2 separate regions of the Ovis aries genome follow, and region 1 is linked to region 2. The links are chromatin contacts, called in public Hi-C maps. All regions are on one chromosome and are shown on one strand. The core of a region is the stretch at or near the end of the contact, and the rest is flanking DNA. Distances in the headings are between cores, read along the strand shown. Region 1 has its middle 13 kb from the start of SPAAR. Region 2 holds the start of CCIN (calicin).

Region 1 (6,955 bases), core at 1,967-4,466, 220 kb after region 2:
CCACTTGAACTACCATTGAGAGGAAATGAACTATAAGGACTTCAAAGAAGTGTAAACCACAAAACAAATGGAGATTATGATCACTAATGTGACATCATGCTAGATGCCGTGTGCTCTGTAAAATGGGCAGGACGTAGTCCCTGCTCATGCGAATAGTCATCAGCCAGTTGAGATGCTCACAGAAAGCTCTTGACCAAGAGGAACAGTTTATTGCAGGTACACTAAACTTATGAGGATACTGGAGACCTTTATTTAGAGAAAGCATTTAAGGTAGTAATCATTTCCATTTTTTAGAACTTTGAAAGTTAATTTTGTTTTCAAACAATAATGAAAATTAGTGTTTATGAAAATGCTTTACATGGGAAAAATGAGTACTTTGTCAATAGAGTTGCTCAGTTGTGTCTGACCCTTTGTGACACCATGGACTGTAGTCTGCCAGGCTTCTTCATCCATGGAATTCTCCAGGCAAGAATACTGGGGTGGGTAGCCATTCTCTTTTCCAGGGGCAACTCAGGGATTGAACATGGGTCTCCTGCATTGCAGGCAGATTCTTCACCATTTGAGCCAACAGGGAAGCCCCAGTAAAGTTTAATTTACTGACTCAGCAGGGGCCACAGGGCTGGAAAAGGTCAGTTTTCATTCCAATCCCAAAGAAAGGCAATACCAAAGAATGCTCAAACTACCGCACAATTGCACTCATCTCACACGCTAGTAAAGTAATGCTCAAAATTCTCCAAGCCAGGCTTCAACAGTACACGAACCATGAACTTCCAGATGTTCAAGCTGGATTTAGAAAAGGCAGAGAAACCAGAGATCAAATTGCCAAAGTCCGCTGGATCATTGAAAAGCAAGAGAGTTCCAGAAAAACATCTACTTCTGCTTTATTGACTATACCAAAGCCTTTGACTGTGTGGATCACAACAAACTCTGGAAAATTCTGAAAGAGATAGGAATAACAGACCACCTGATCTTCCTCTTGAGAAATCTGTATGCAGGTCAGGAAGCAACAGTTAGAACTGGACATGGAAGAGACTGGTTCCAAATAGGAAAAGGAGTATGTCAAGGCTGTATATTGTCACCCTGCTTATTTAGCTTGTATGCAGAGTACATCATGAGAAATGCTGGGCTGGGGGAAGCACAAGCTGGAATCAAGATTGCTGGGAGAAATATCAATAACCTCAGATATGCAGATGACACCACCCTTATGGCAGAAAGTGAAGAAGAACTAAAGAGCCTCTTGATGAAAGTGAAAGAGGAGAGTGAAAAAGCTGACTTAAAGCTCAACATTCAGAAAACTAAGATCATGGCATCTGGTCCCATCACTTCATGGCAAATAGATGGAGAGACAGTGGAAACAGTGAAGAGACTTTATTTTGGGGGGGCTCCAAAATCACTGCAGATGGTGACTGTAACCGTGAAATTAAAAGATGCTTGCTCCTTGGAAGAAAAGTTAAAAAAATCAAAAATCTAGACCTTATATTAAAAAGCAGAGACATTACTTTGCTAACAAAGCTAGGTAAAGCTATGGTTTTTCTAGTAGTCATGTATGGATGCGAGAGTTGGCCTATAAAAAAAGCTTAGCAACGAAGAATTTATGCTTTTGAACTGTGGTGTTGGAGAAGACTCTTGAGAGTACCTTGGACTGCAAGGAGATCCACCTAGCGCTTTCTAAAGGAGATCAGTCCTGGATGTTCTTTGGAGGGACTGATGCTGAAGCTGAAATTGCAATACTTTGGCCACCTGATGCAAAGAACTAACTCATTTGAAAAGACTCTGATGCTGGGAAAGATTGAAGGCAGGAGAAGAGGACGACAGAGGATGAGATGGTTGGATGGCATTACCAACTCAGTGCATATGAGTTTGAGTAAACTCCAGGAGTTGGCAATGAACAGGGAGGCCTGGCGTGCTGCAGTCCACGGGGTCGCAAAAGAGTCAGACACGACTGAGAGACTGAACTGAACTGAAAGAAAGTAGATCCCGTTTCTGGATTCTCTACTTGCACGGAAATTATTTAGCTGCGGTAAGTACCGGAGAGGGAAATGGCAACTCACTCCAGTACCTTTGTCTGGTGGGCTGCAGTCCGTGGGGTCGCTAAGAGTCGGACACGACTGAGCGACTTCACTTTCACTTTCATGCATTGGAGAAGGAAATGGCAACCCACTCCAGTGTTCTTCCCTGGGGAATCCCATGGACGAGGGGATCCTGGTGGGCTGCAGTCTATGGGGTCGCACAGAGTCGGACAAGACTGATGCGACTTAGCAGCAGCGGCAGCAGCTGCTGTAAGTACACAAGAGTGGCATCTAGTGGCCACTAGGATGAACTACAGCTCCTTGAAAGGTCAAGTCAGAAAGCTTCAGAGTCATTTCATCCATCTTGCAGGTTACCAGATTTCCAGATTTCACAGAAATTTTATTTATTTTTAATGGCGACTTACATGGAGCTGTTGAGATTTTCTATTTTTTGTTGAGTTATGATGTTAAACAACAACAATAACAAATATTACCTACTATTTAACAACAAGAAGATAGAGAAAACATAGTCTCAGAATAAATGAAATATACTTCAAATTGCAAATTTAAAATGTACCACATTGTCTTTTCTTTCTTAATAGGAAAATGAGACCTGGAAAACTTTGTGGACAGGTACCAATGTACAGCTTGGTAACTGGGAACTGCTGCTCAGTTGATAAATTAATTCTTCACCATCCTTTGCTTCAGTATTCCCAGTACTGGAGACGTGCCCCCGTCCACCACCTCCTTCCAACCCTAGTAGGTAGGAGATTTCTCTTTAGGTAAGAGTTAAATTGGCAGCCTTAACCCATAGGTCCTGATTTTGGTCCCGGGAAGTCTCCATGAAAAAGCCTAAACCGTTTTTTATTTTGATGTGTGAAAGTGGCTTTCTGATCCCCAGTGCTCACCTCCCATGATCTCGTTCCTAGGCTGAATCCCCTTGTTCCCTCAGCCAGTATTTACACCCTCAGCTGGCAGAGCAATAAAGTACATTCTAAGCCTTCCAGGAGTCTGGTTCCTACAAAGTGAAGATTACAGACATTCCTGAAAAGATCCCGGAAAAGATTAGAAATCAGAAGGCTTACCAATCCAGAGCTGTAGAGAAGTCTACTTATTCACCAACCTTCTTGGCAGACAGGCAGTAGGCACCTGGGGCTACAATATCTTATATTACAAAGTGTATCATTTGTAGGTGGAGGTCATCTCTCCTCCCCCACGCCTTCTGAATCACTGAATAATGCTGAGTTCTTTCATGGATCACACTCCATTACGGACCTTCCTAAGCTTCTTGCCAGTGGTCTGTGCTTTCAATAGGAACAGATGGGTTAGTCTGCCGTTTAATTTGTTCTAGCTGTGAGTGATTAAAAGAGAAGACTAGTATGCCCTGCCTATTTAAGGACACTTTCCAGACATTGCACCCCACTTCTGTTGGCCATTTCTAGCTCCAAGGGAGGCTGTGTTGTTGTTGTTGTTGTTCTAATAATAAGAATGAAAGGGAAAACAGAGGTTGGAGACAACCAGCTATGTTGACAGCTAGCTTGTGCCACATGTGCAAGACCAGACAGCGGTCAAACGATCACTAATCAATCCTAGTGGTCAGCCTCTTTGTAAAATCACTGTACTGGGGACGGAGGAGCCCGGAAGGCGGCAGTCCATGGGGTTGCTGAGGGTCGGACACGACTGAGCGACTTCACTTTCGCTTTTCACTTTCATGCGTTGGAGAAGGAACTGGCAACCCACTCCAGTGTTCTTGCCTGGAGAATCCCAGGGACGGGGGAGCCTTGTGGGCTGCCGTCTATGGGGTCGCACAGAGTCGGACGACTGAAGTGACTTAGCAGCAGCAGCAGCAGCAACACCACATTGTATAGGACTCCACACCTAAAATCCCCTAAAACAAGATGGATGACAATGACCAGTGGGCAAAATTGGGACCAATGAAAATATATCCAGGAGAATCATGATCATTCAAGCAAATGGACTGTTTTAACTCAGACCTACTGGTTTAATGCTTCTCTGCAGGAATTCCTTCCCAGCATTTCTCAGACATGTGATGTGTTTCCAGAGCCTGAAAACCCTAGTAAAAATAAGTTAAGGAATCTAGAAGCCTGGGAAACTATTCCCGTGTGAGAATTAAAACCTAATGATCAACATAGACCTGTCACTAGTTCAAAGGAATCCACTGATAACATATCAAAAGCAAGAGTAGAAGACACTGAGACATGGATTGGAAAATTAAGGCTGGCAGTTCCTGAACAGAAGGGGAGCAGGAGGGAAGCGGTCACAGTCTAATCTGTCTTGTCTGTAGCTGTTGCCACCTTAGAAGCAGTGATGTTGTGGGGCAGGTACACAAAGGAAAGAGAGAGTGCCAGCCGGTTAAGAGCATCTTTTTCTGACTCCTAGTGACGTCACATCAATAGCTCAAAATTGACCCTGGTGGGACTATTTATACCTCCCCTCCTCAGAAACTGGCAAAAGCTACACATATCAGGACGTCCCTCCCTGCCCTGCAGAGAGTCGACTTACCAGCACGCACTAGTTATAACTGTATGTTTGTGGCCTGGTCTGTTTCTAACAGTAATTCATTTCTATAAATAAAATAAATATTGGTAAGTTCATACACATGGGATACTTATACAAATCCTATGAGTGGTGTCAGAAAAAACAACAAACTTTGGAAGCAGTCTGTTGGCATTTGCCTCATATTGGCAGTTTCAACAAGTGATTCTGTGTGGTTCTATTAAAGTTGCTAGCAGTTCTGAACACTCATGCCATTTGAAACCTTTCCAGTAACGACTGCTGTCTTTTCCAAATATTGCAGTATTCACCATAGGCTACAGTTCTTTGTACATACTTAACAGATGAGCTGCAAAAAGATGTGATTGTTGCTATAGAACACACAAACACAAAATCAGAAACTGCTCCAAAATCTGAATTGGCAAGAGCAATATTTTTTTTGGAAAACTAAGGACTGGATTTATTTGCTCAGTATTCATTTTACTTTCAGTAAAGTAAGGACAACCAGACAGGGGAACTCAAATCAGGCCCAGAGAGCAGCCACCAGCAAGAGCAATATTGAATTCAATGGCAAAATCAAGACTAGGGCAAGCAAACCTGTATATATAATTAAAAGGAAATGAACTTCTGTGAAGCAACATGTACCCTATAGGACACCCACCTAGAAGATGTTTGCATGTTCAGTGAGTGTTAGTTGCTCATTCGTGTCTGACCCTTCACAACTCTATGGACTGTAGCCCGTCAGGCTCCTCTGTCCATGGGATTCTCCAGGCCAGAATACTGGAGTGGGTTGCCATTTCCTTCTCCAGGGAATCTTCCTGACCCAGGTCTTCTGCATTGCAGGCAGATGTTTTACTGTCTGAGCTACGGTCACTAGTGTAGAAGTAAAGAGGTTTGGGACATTCTTAATTCAACCAACATCAATGCAAAATGAAAGTTTCCTACATCTGGAATATTTGTCACAAAGCAACGATCAAGACTATCTTTAACTTTTTTTTTTAAGTTGAAACAATTGATTCTTCATTTTTTTTACTTTCTATTTTCTTCCTTTTTAAAATATTTATTTATTTGGCTGTGCCAGATCTTAGTTACAGCATGCAGGATCTGTTCATTGTGTCATGGGAGTCCTTACTTCCCCAACTAGAGATGGAACCCAGTAACCAACCCTGCATTGGAAATTTGGAGTCTTACCCAGTGGACCACCAGGAAAGACCCTATATTTCATTTTTTAAATGATAACTTTTAAATATCAAATATTTGCAGTATTCTATTTCAATTTTAAGTGATTTTATTTGGCCTTTATTAGGGGTTAACACTCTCTTCCTCTTAATGTTTTCTATATCCAGTATCTGTATTAGAGAGAGAATATTTTCCTGTGTTATTGAAATAATCTTGTCATAATATATTGATTCATAATCTTAAGAAACTATAAAACCATGTTATTAACTGAAAACTTCTGCAACTTTCAGCATCCTTCTATCACAGAAAATTATTCACTATTTATTATCATGGTCACTCATTATTTAAAAGCAGGTGAGTAATTGTTATGAATAGTATATAATAACTCATGATTTCAGAAATTCTCAAGGATTCCTGAAAATTCCAGTTTGTCACTCCTGACCATTGAGCATTAGTGTCAGCTGGGAATTTGGAAACATTATTCTGGATCACTGACTTTCAAACTTTTTGAAGCAGCAGAACGTTTGCTTTTTTTTAATCAGGCAAAATTTATCTTGGAAACCAAAGATACAAGAGATAAAAGTGAAACTGGCTGAAAGAGATGGAAGAAAGAGGAGATCTGATTCTGTCCTGAACTCTGCAACCAAATGGCTGAAAGACTTGAGATTCATCACTTTAGTGTCTCGAGGTCTTTGCTTCCTCATCTGTAAACTACAGTCGATGCTGCTCCACTAGGTCCCCGGGCATGTTGTTGGAGACAGTCGCGACAGTGCTGCAGAAGAGCTCTCCGATCCAGGGACGCCTTGCAGAGCGTCAGATGCTGGGCAGATAGAGGACTTGCACACCCCTGATCCAGTCCTTGTGTTGAGAGCCCAAGGGGAGAGCAAGGACCCCAGCCTCCATGCACCCTCCTTGGCTGCTTTCCTAGGACTGTCCCTGCTGGTGTCCTTCCCGTTTAAGGAGTGTGACTTCAAGATGTAAACCAGGCCTTAGTGTGGGATCGAGCAGAAAAACACAGAAATGCTTATTCCTCACATAAACACTATGAATTATAAAAAGGGGAGTTTGAATTTTGAAGAATTTCTAAGTTCACCAAAATGGGGGCCAGAAAATTGTATTGGGTTGGCCAAAAAATCTGTCCAGGGTTTTCCATAACATGGGATGGAAACCTGAATGGACTTTTCGGCCAACTCAGTATTTCAGTCTGGAATTGCCATGCAATGTAGAGAAATGTCAGTTCCCTCGCAGAACCT
Region 2 (6,956 bases), core at 4,157-6,656:
GCTGTAAGTGTAATACATGCTGGGTTCTAAAGACTCAATATGCAAAAAAAAATGTTAAATATCTCATTAATAAATGTTTCCATTGATTATTTGTTTAAATGTTAATTTTTAGGTATATTGCATTAAATATATTATTAATTTTACTCATTTCTTTTTACCTTGTTAATATGGCTACCAGAAAAGTTGAAATTCCATATGTGGCTTGTGTACTACTGCTGCTGCCTGGCACTGGTGGACACTCTCTCCCAGGGACAGGGACTGTCTGTGTCATCGCCCGAGCACCCAGCACAGGGACCTGCGCAGAGAGGCCCCAGTGAGTGTGCGTGTGTCTGTGTGTGAACTGATGAGCAGATGAGTAAGTGAATTCATGAAGGGACAAGTGAATGGATGAATGAGGGTTATATATGGTGTTCAAGGCCTTGGTCAGTTTCTTCTAAATTGTTTAGGATTATATGGAAACACACAAATGAAACGGAAACAGGTAGTTAGAATTGAGGAGAGCTCACTAGGCTTTGAGGTAGGGAGTCCCAAAGAACATTTTATGGAACCTAACTCAATATCAGGGTCCAAGAACCTAGACCCTTGCCTCATCCCTCTTCCTTTTTTTTCTTTTATAGAAGTGCTCCTGCAGCACTTTAATATGTGCCAGGGATTGTCCTAGGCACTTTGCACATCACATCACCCAGTGAGGCAGGTGCTCTTATTGTCCCCCCCTTTACAGATAAGGGAACTAAGGCACAGAGATGTTAATAACTTTCTCAGGATTACTCAGTAAGTGGTGGAACTGGCATTTGAACCAGGCCATCTGTCCCCAGTAGTCAGGCCCCTCACTACTAAACCATCCCGACTCTCATCCCATCATCTCCCTATGTCTCCAATAGAGATGTAGGTTTCTTTTTTCTCCCTTTACTCACCTCTCTTCCACCCCTAGTTCCTCAGACCTTGTATTCCTGGAGAAAGTTCCCAATGAACCTTGCTTACTGGAAACATGTAAGTAACCCTCCAACTTGCCCACAAATGAGACACACCATAGCTGCATGGTCCAGCCCAATAGCCAAGCAACCCTGCCTCCTCTCCTGTCCCAACCCCACACCCTCTGCCCTCATCCCTGAGCCTGGCTCACCACCTTCTCCCTCCCTAACCCAGGAGGCTCCTCTCCCAGACCTGGGATTGGCCCTCCCCTGCCTTCCTGGGCAGACTCAGAAATGAGTGTTGGAGGAGCCTGAGGCTTCACAACTCTAAGCAGGTGCTTTACCTGTCAGTCTAGCATGTGTCTTCAAGGTGACTACAAGGGTATAGGATAGGGGGCCTTTCAGACATCACCTTGGCCAGGGCCTGGGAGATGCCTTGATCTCACCCACACAGGATCCCCTTCCAGCCTCTCCTTGGATCCCTTCAGTGATGGAGTAGCCCTGAATCTTCACCCACTGGGAGCCAGTGCCCAAGATATGCCTCAATCCCACCCACCAGGAACTCTTTCAGCCTCAGCCTGGATCCCTTCAGTAACAGGGCAGCCCTGAATCTCCCCGCACTGGGAGTAGCCAGAGCCCAGGATCTCCACCTTCGGGGCCAAACAGAGACTAAAAAGGAACCAACGCCTTCCTCTCTATTTCTCTCTCACTAAATTGTGAATAATAATGCATTTACTTATTCTCCCACTTAAAAAGTTGTTTAAATCCTTTGAAGAATCTTGCAAGGTAGCTTGGCTAGACAGCAGGCAGGACAGTCCAGTGCCTCCGGTGGAGGGGCCAGGGTCTTCCACTCGCCTGCCTTTTGGTCCAGCAGGTAGGCATTTGGATTGATGGTGTAGTCCTTTGCCTGGACATCGCTGGTTGTGGTGACACCTCCGCACACAAACACCCTGTTGTCTCCAACAGAGCATATAGCATGGGACACATCCAAGGGGCAGTTGTTGGGCAAAAGAGGCACTGAGGTGGTTGTCTTGTTGGCCTTTACCTTCTGCAGATTGATCTCCACACTCTGCCGGTGGCTGTACACACAGAGGATGTTGTCCTGATGAAAAGAGAGCAGGGGCCGGTGGTTGAACTCAATAGGAAAGGTGATACACTGGACCACCTCCCCAGTGTTGGTATCGAAGCAGTCCACCACCCCAACCCGGGAGATGTAACCCTTCACCAAGCACCGCCCGGTGACAATATACAGGTTCCGGTCACCCTTGGTGATCACGGCTGTGCCGTCCATAGGAATGCTCATCTTCCCTGCCAGGCACCAGGTCTCCTTGCGCTCATCATAGCGATAGATGTTAGAGACATAGCGCCTCGGGGCAATGCTGCCTCCCACTGAGTACACTGTCCCCCCGCAGGTCACCATGGTGTGGAAGACAAGCCCAATCGGCAGGTCGGGCAACTTGGTCCAGGAGTTGTCATCCATGTCATACCGCCAAGCCGTCTTCAGCCCTGAAATCTGCTCAGTGGTTCCACCAGAGATGTAGATGTAGCGACCAGCAGAGGTGGCACTCAGTGCTGCTGCCCGGTAGGGCATCTCTGAGAGCTTCAACCACAGGTTCTCCTGGATGATATAAGCAAACACTCCATCGTTGAACTTGCCGTGGGCCTTCTGGCCACCTAGGATGACCACTGAATCAAGCAGGGCCCCTTTCCGCTGGTAGCTCAGCAGACTGGTTGGCCTCTCCTGTTTGCGGTCCACAAGGACACTCTCAATCAGGGTTGAGTGGGCTGAGCTGTTCTCCATGCCCATCAGCTTGTTGCTGGCATACATTAGCGTCTTGTTGGAGACAGCATTAAGGTTGATGTAATTGAAGAACTTCTTGAAATACTTCTCCCGCTCATCCTTCCGGAAGCATACCCAATTGATGAGTGCATTGAGAGCCTGGTCTTCGTTGAGTACATGCAAGTTTTCATCTCGGAGCAGGCGGCCGAAGATGACAGGTGGACAGCGCATGAAGTGCATGCTGCCCTCAGGACTGGCCCAGTAGTGGAAGTTGTCACGAATACCAGAGTAGGCCAAGTCTGACACCTCTTTGAGCTCAAACAACTCAGCCAAGAAGAGGTAGCGCAAGCAGTTGGCACGGCGGATGGACTTGATCAGGAAGTCATTGCAGTGAATTCGAAGGCGGGGTGTGTTGAAATACTGGGCCCCGCGAAGGAGCTCTTCCACGTTCTGTTCTGAGATCACCACCTTGCCACTGTAGAAGTAGTCTAGGAGCTGGTCCACTGTGGTCGGACTCAGGTAGTTGGGGTCAATGGTGATAAAGAGCTCATCGGTGGTCTTCATGTCATGGTTGGAGATGAGGTTCTTCACCAGCGGGGAGACTGCAGCCAGCACATTGCGATGTGCAAAGAAGACATGGTGGTCCACAGTCAGGGCTATGTCCCAGTACTCTTTGCGTTTTCTCTGTTTGTTCAGGTTCTGCAGTACGAAGCTGTTGTAGTTTTTCTCGGTGAATTCCAATTTCATGGTGCTTCTTGCTGGGTGAGACAGAAGATCAGCAGTAGGTACTGGAGAACAGACTTTCTCAGGCCTTTGGGATTCAGACTGATGGTTGTTTGCAGAGCAGTTGATCAGGGAGGAGTGGGAATAAGAGAGAGGATGATGTCATAGAATGGATGAGGTCATCACAATGCAGGCCCCCCTCCCTGAGGCCTTTCTCAGAGGCACAGGGCTTTTCTCCCCTCTGATGGCTCTCATCTGCCAAGGCCAGATACCCTGCCAGGACCTAGTCCAGGGCCCAGAACTCAGGAGGAAACTCAGAGATGGGTCACAGCTCCCACCTGGGACCTTCAACCTCACTTCAGGGAGGCTTCTGGAATGTCAGGGCCAGTCTGGGCGGGGCTAGTATGGGGAAGGCTATTAGGAAGGCTGGGGTAAGGATTTTTACATCATCTAGAGGAATGTACGTTGCACAGGAGGGAAACCAAGGCCCATAGAAGAGCATGAACTTGCCCAAGATCACGTAGCTAGTTGGAAGCAGAGCAGGGCCTGAAACCCAGTCCTTCTGAAACCCACCCTTCTGGGATGCTCCTAACTACTCATCTTTCCTCTGTCTGTGATTCTCAAGCCCCAAAGCACCTTTCACTACCAAGGCTCCTGGATATTAGAGAAGAAAAAGCTGTGTTCTTTGGCTTCTGACCTTTGCGGCTACAGACATCATTCTTCACATTGGGTCGGCCAAAAAGAAACAACCTTTTTGGCCGACCCAATAAAACGGAGAGGTGGCGGCCCCTCAGGGAGCAAGGACGCAGGAGTTACTCTCGGACCGGGGGATGGGAGGGCCCTCGAAGCCCTGATTATTTCAGTTTCACGGAAAATCGGGCCATTCTGCCCACACTTCCAAGTCTCTAGCTTGTAAAATGTTGGAGGCTGGGATAGGTCAGCTTTCCCCATCAGCTGGGGACTTGGACAAGTTTCTCATTCTCTCTAAACCTCAGTTTCCTCCGCTGTGAGATAGGAATAATAGCTGCATCCGCTTAAAAGATGATTAAGAGTTTACAAGAGAAAAGGGCCAGAAAATGTTAAGCCCAGTGTTTGGTTCGCAACAATCGTTCAACAGATGCTAGCTGCCATTTCACTAGTTCGCCAGGCTTCGGTGTTCCTGGCTGGCTGCTCCTTTCGTAAACACTTGTGGTTCTCTGTGATCTTTGGCAAGTCTGGAAATCCCCATCTCCTCGGGCTGGGCTCCGTGCGCCGCCTCAGCCACGCGGTGGCGCTGGAGAGTCATCTCCCGCCTGGGAACGGCGAACTCATTACCGCCCCCGGTGCCACTCCCTCTTCTCTGACCCGATAGCCGCAAAACACCCTGTGCCCATTTTTCAGACAGAGGTAAAGCCCCAGATAGCGGGCGCACGGCCGAGCGGCTAGAAAGGAGACATCCAGAACTCTAGGCGTCCCCCCCGGGTGCCACGTCCACGGCCCACCCCGCCTCCGAGCCGGCGTGGGGGCTCCCCAAGTTCCCGTGGCGCTGCTGTGCCCAGGAGGGGATAAGGACCAGCCACAGCCTCCCACGGAAGAGGGCCGGCTCCTGGGGGTCCCACCAGGACCAGCCTTCGGGGCTCCCAGCACAACAGCGTAGACCCTGGCGGCAACAGCAAGGTCCTGTAGAGAAGACTTGAGCTCGGACCGCACCCTTGATCCCTGAGCCCCACTCCTGACCGTCAGGCCGTCTTTAGCGTCCTTACTAGGAAAACTCGCTGCAGCCTTGGGAATGTGAGCCTGCCAGCTCTTTCCCTCCCGGTGTAGTCAAGTTCTCATTATTAACTGCTGGTCTTTCCCTCCTCCCTTCATTCCAGATCTGGCTTTTTCTTAATTTGAAAATTATTTTAGAGTACTTACCTTTTAATGCTATATTTGTTCACCTTGACGTCTCCAGGGTGAGAAGCACTCAGTCTCTTGAGGTACGTGTCTGCACAAGGCTAGAACCTTCTGTTTTCCCCAAGGGAAGAAGGTTTGGCTTTCTGCCCTTCCACGGACTAGCTCTGTGGCTTAGGTGAGTTCCACCTGGTCCCTTCTCTCCCTGTGAAGATAATTAAGCTCTAATTGCTTCTCCAGCTCTGATCTCTGGAGAGGAGAGGCCACTGTGATTCAGGTGAAGGATGAGGCCTCTTGGTGCTGAGGCCAGACACTCATCACTTCCATTGGCTTCTAGGCCTGCCCACCCAGGGGTAGGGGATGAGTGGGTCATCATCACTCCTTTGCCCCCACCCCAACGTGGATGGAGGAGGTGGCCATGCCCCTCTGTTTTTGTTTCAGGTCCCAGAAACCATGGCCAGAAGATCTCTCATCAGATGCTTCCTTCTGGCTTAAGAAAGTTAGGTTTACAGGGTGTCCTGGAGACCTTAGAGGATCCAATAGGCTTATTTCCATGTGTCAGACCTTGTACAGCTAGACAGATTGTGGCCCAGAGAGGGGAAGGGGCTCATTCAACTCAGTTCACAGAGCTAGGACTGGAAGCCAGAGTGTCTGACTCCCTCTACCCTCTGGCTGCAAAGGAGAGGTGGCAATCTGGCTTGTCTTCTGCTCACGTGGAATTTATGGTGGTGGTGATTTAGTTCCTAAGTCATGTCCAACTCTTGCGACCCCGTGGACTGTAGCCTACCAGCTCCTCTGTCCATGGGATTTCCCAGGCAAGAATTCTGGAGTGGGGTGCCATTTCCTTCTCCAGAGGATCTGTGTGACCCAGGGATCAAACCCACATCTCCTGCATTGCAGGCAGATTCTTTACTGACTTAGCCATCAGAGAAGCCCTTGAACTTTTAGGAGCTGCCATCTTTACAAAATCCATTGTAAGAAATTAGATTTGTGCCTACTCACTCAGCCAGCTTTGTTATCTGGCTTATCTTCAGCTTTAGAAAGCTCCCCTGGTCAGCTTGTTCCTTACTCCAGCCAACTGAAGAAACAGACTCCAACCTAAAGGGGCAGGCTGCCTGCCAGGGTCCATCAGGTGGTTAGGTATACTTGTGTATTGGGTAGAGTATGTCCCTAGGAGCTACGGGATGTTCAATGACTGGTCGCTGAGTTTGTCTTGTTCGTGGTAGCTGCCCAGGTATGGCCAAGGCCCTCAGCTTCTTGCACAGGTCAGCATTTTCTGTTGCTGGAAACTCCCTGGAGGGCGGGGGTTCGGGGGGCCTCTATCTAATATTCTATCCTTCTGGGGACCATCAATTAATATATCAATTTGTTGGGAAACCCTGAAGAAAATGTTTTAAATATAGATTTGGCCTGGAACTGGAAAGGATAAGACGAGTCTTCCTGTCTTTCCACCTGTTTTATACCTCTTAACAACTGGCTTTCTCACTTCCATATATTTCCAACTCATAACTGGGCTTACACATAGCTTTGACTTGCCGTAGTCTTAATTCAAACTCATAGCATCCTTATTTTTTCAGCCCCACTGGTCAATTCTCTCTGTATTTCTTAGCTCAAATTCCTGGTCCATGGCCAGGCTAGAGATTGGCTGCCATGAATCACATGTCCACTCT

What was found. A called contact is a pair of places that touch in the nucleus more often than the background predicts.
Region 1: a contact with region 2 is called in a Hi-C map of omental adipose tissue, with 1.8 times the contacts expected there. The contact joins the enhancer-like site here to the promoter of CCIN in region 2. A contact is called at or near these places in 3 of 16 Hi-C or Micro-C datasets (hypothalamus, omental adipose tissue and tail adipose tissue).

The regions. Positions count from the first base shown.
Region 1 is chr2:52,604,540-52,611,494 of ARS-UI_Ramb_v3.0, forward strand. No RefSeq gene overlaps it. Among named protein-coding and RNA genes, the nearest start is that of SPAAR, 13 kb to the right of the region's middle. Within about 2 kb of position 3,217, at least 3 of the 54 cell types and tissues checked have an H3K27ac peak or open chromatin away from gene starts, as enhancers often do.
Region 2 is chr2:52,387,217-52,394,172 of ARS-UI_Ramb_v3.0, forward strand. CCIN (calicin) reads right to left here and starts at 5,407. Exons shown (of 2, transcript XM_027964423.3): 1 at 5,311-5,407; 2 at 1-3,516. The coding sequence starts at 3,438. The coding sequence ends at 1,672.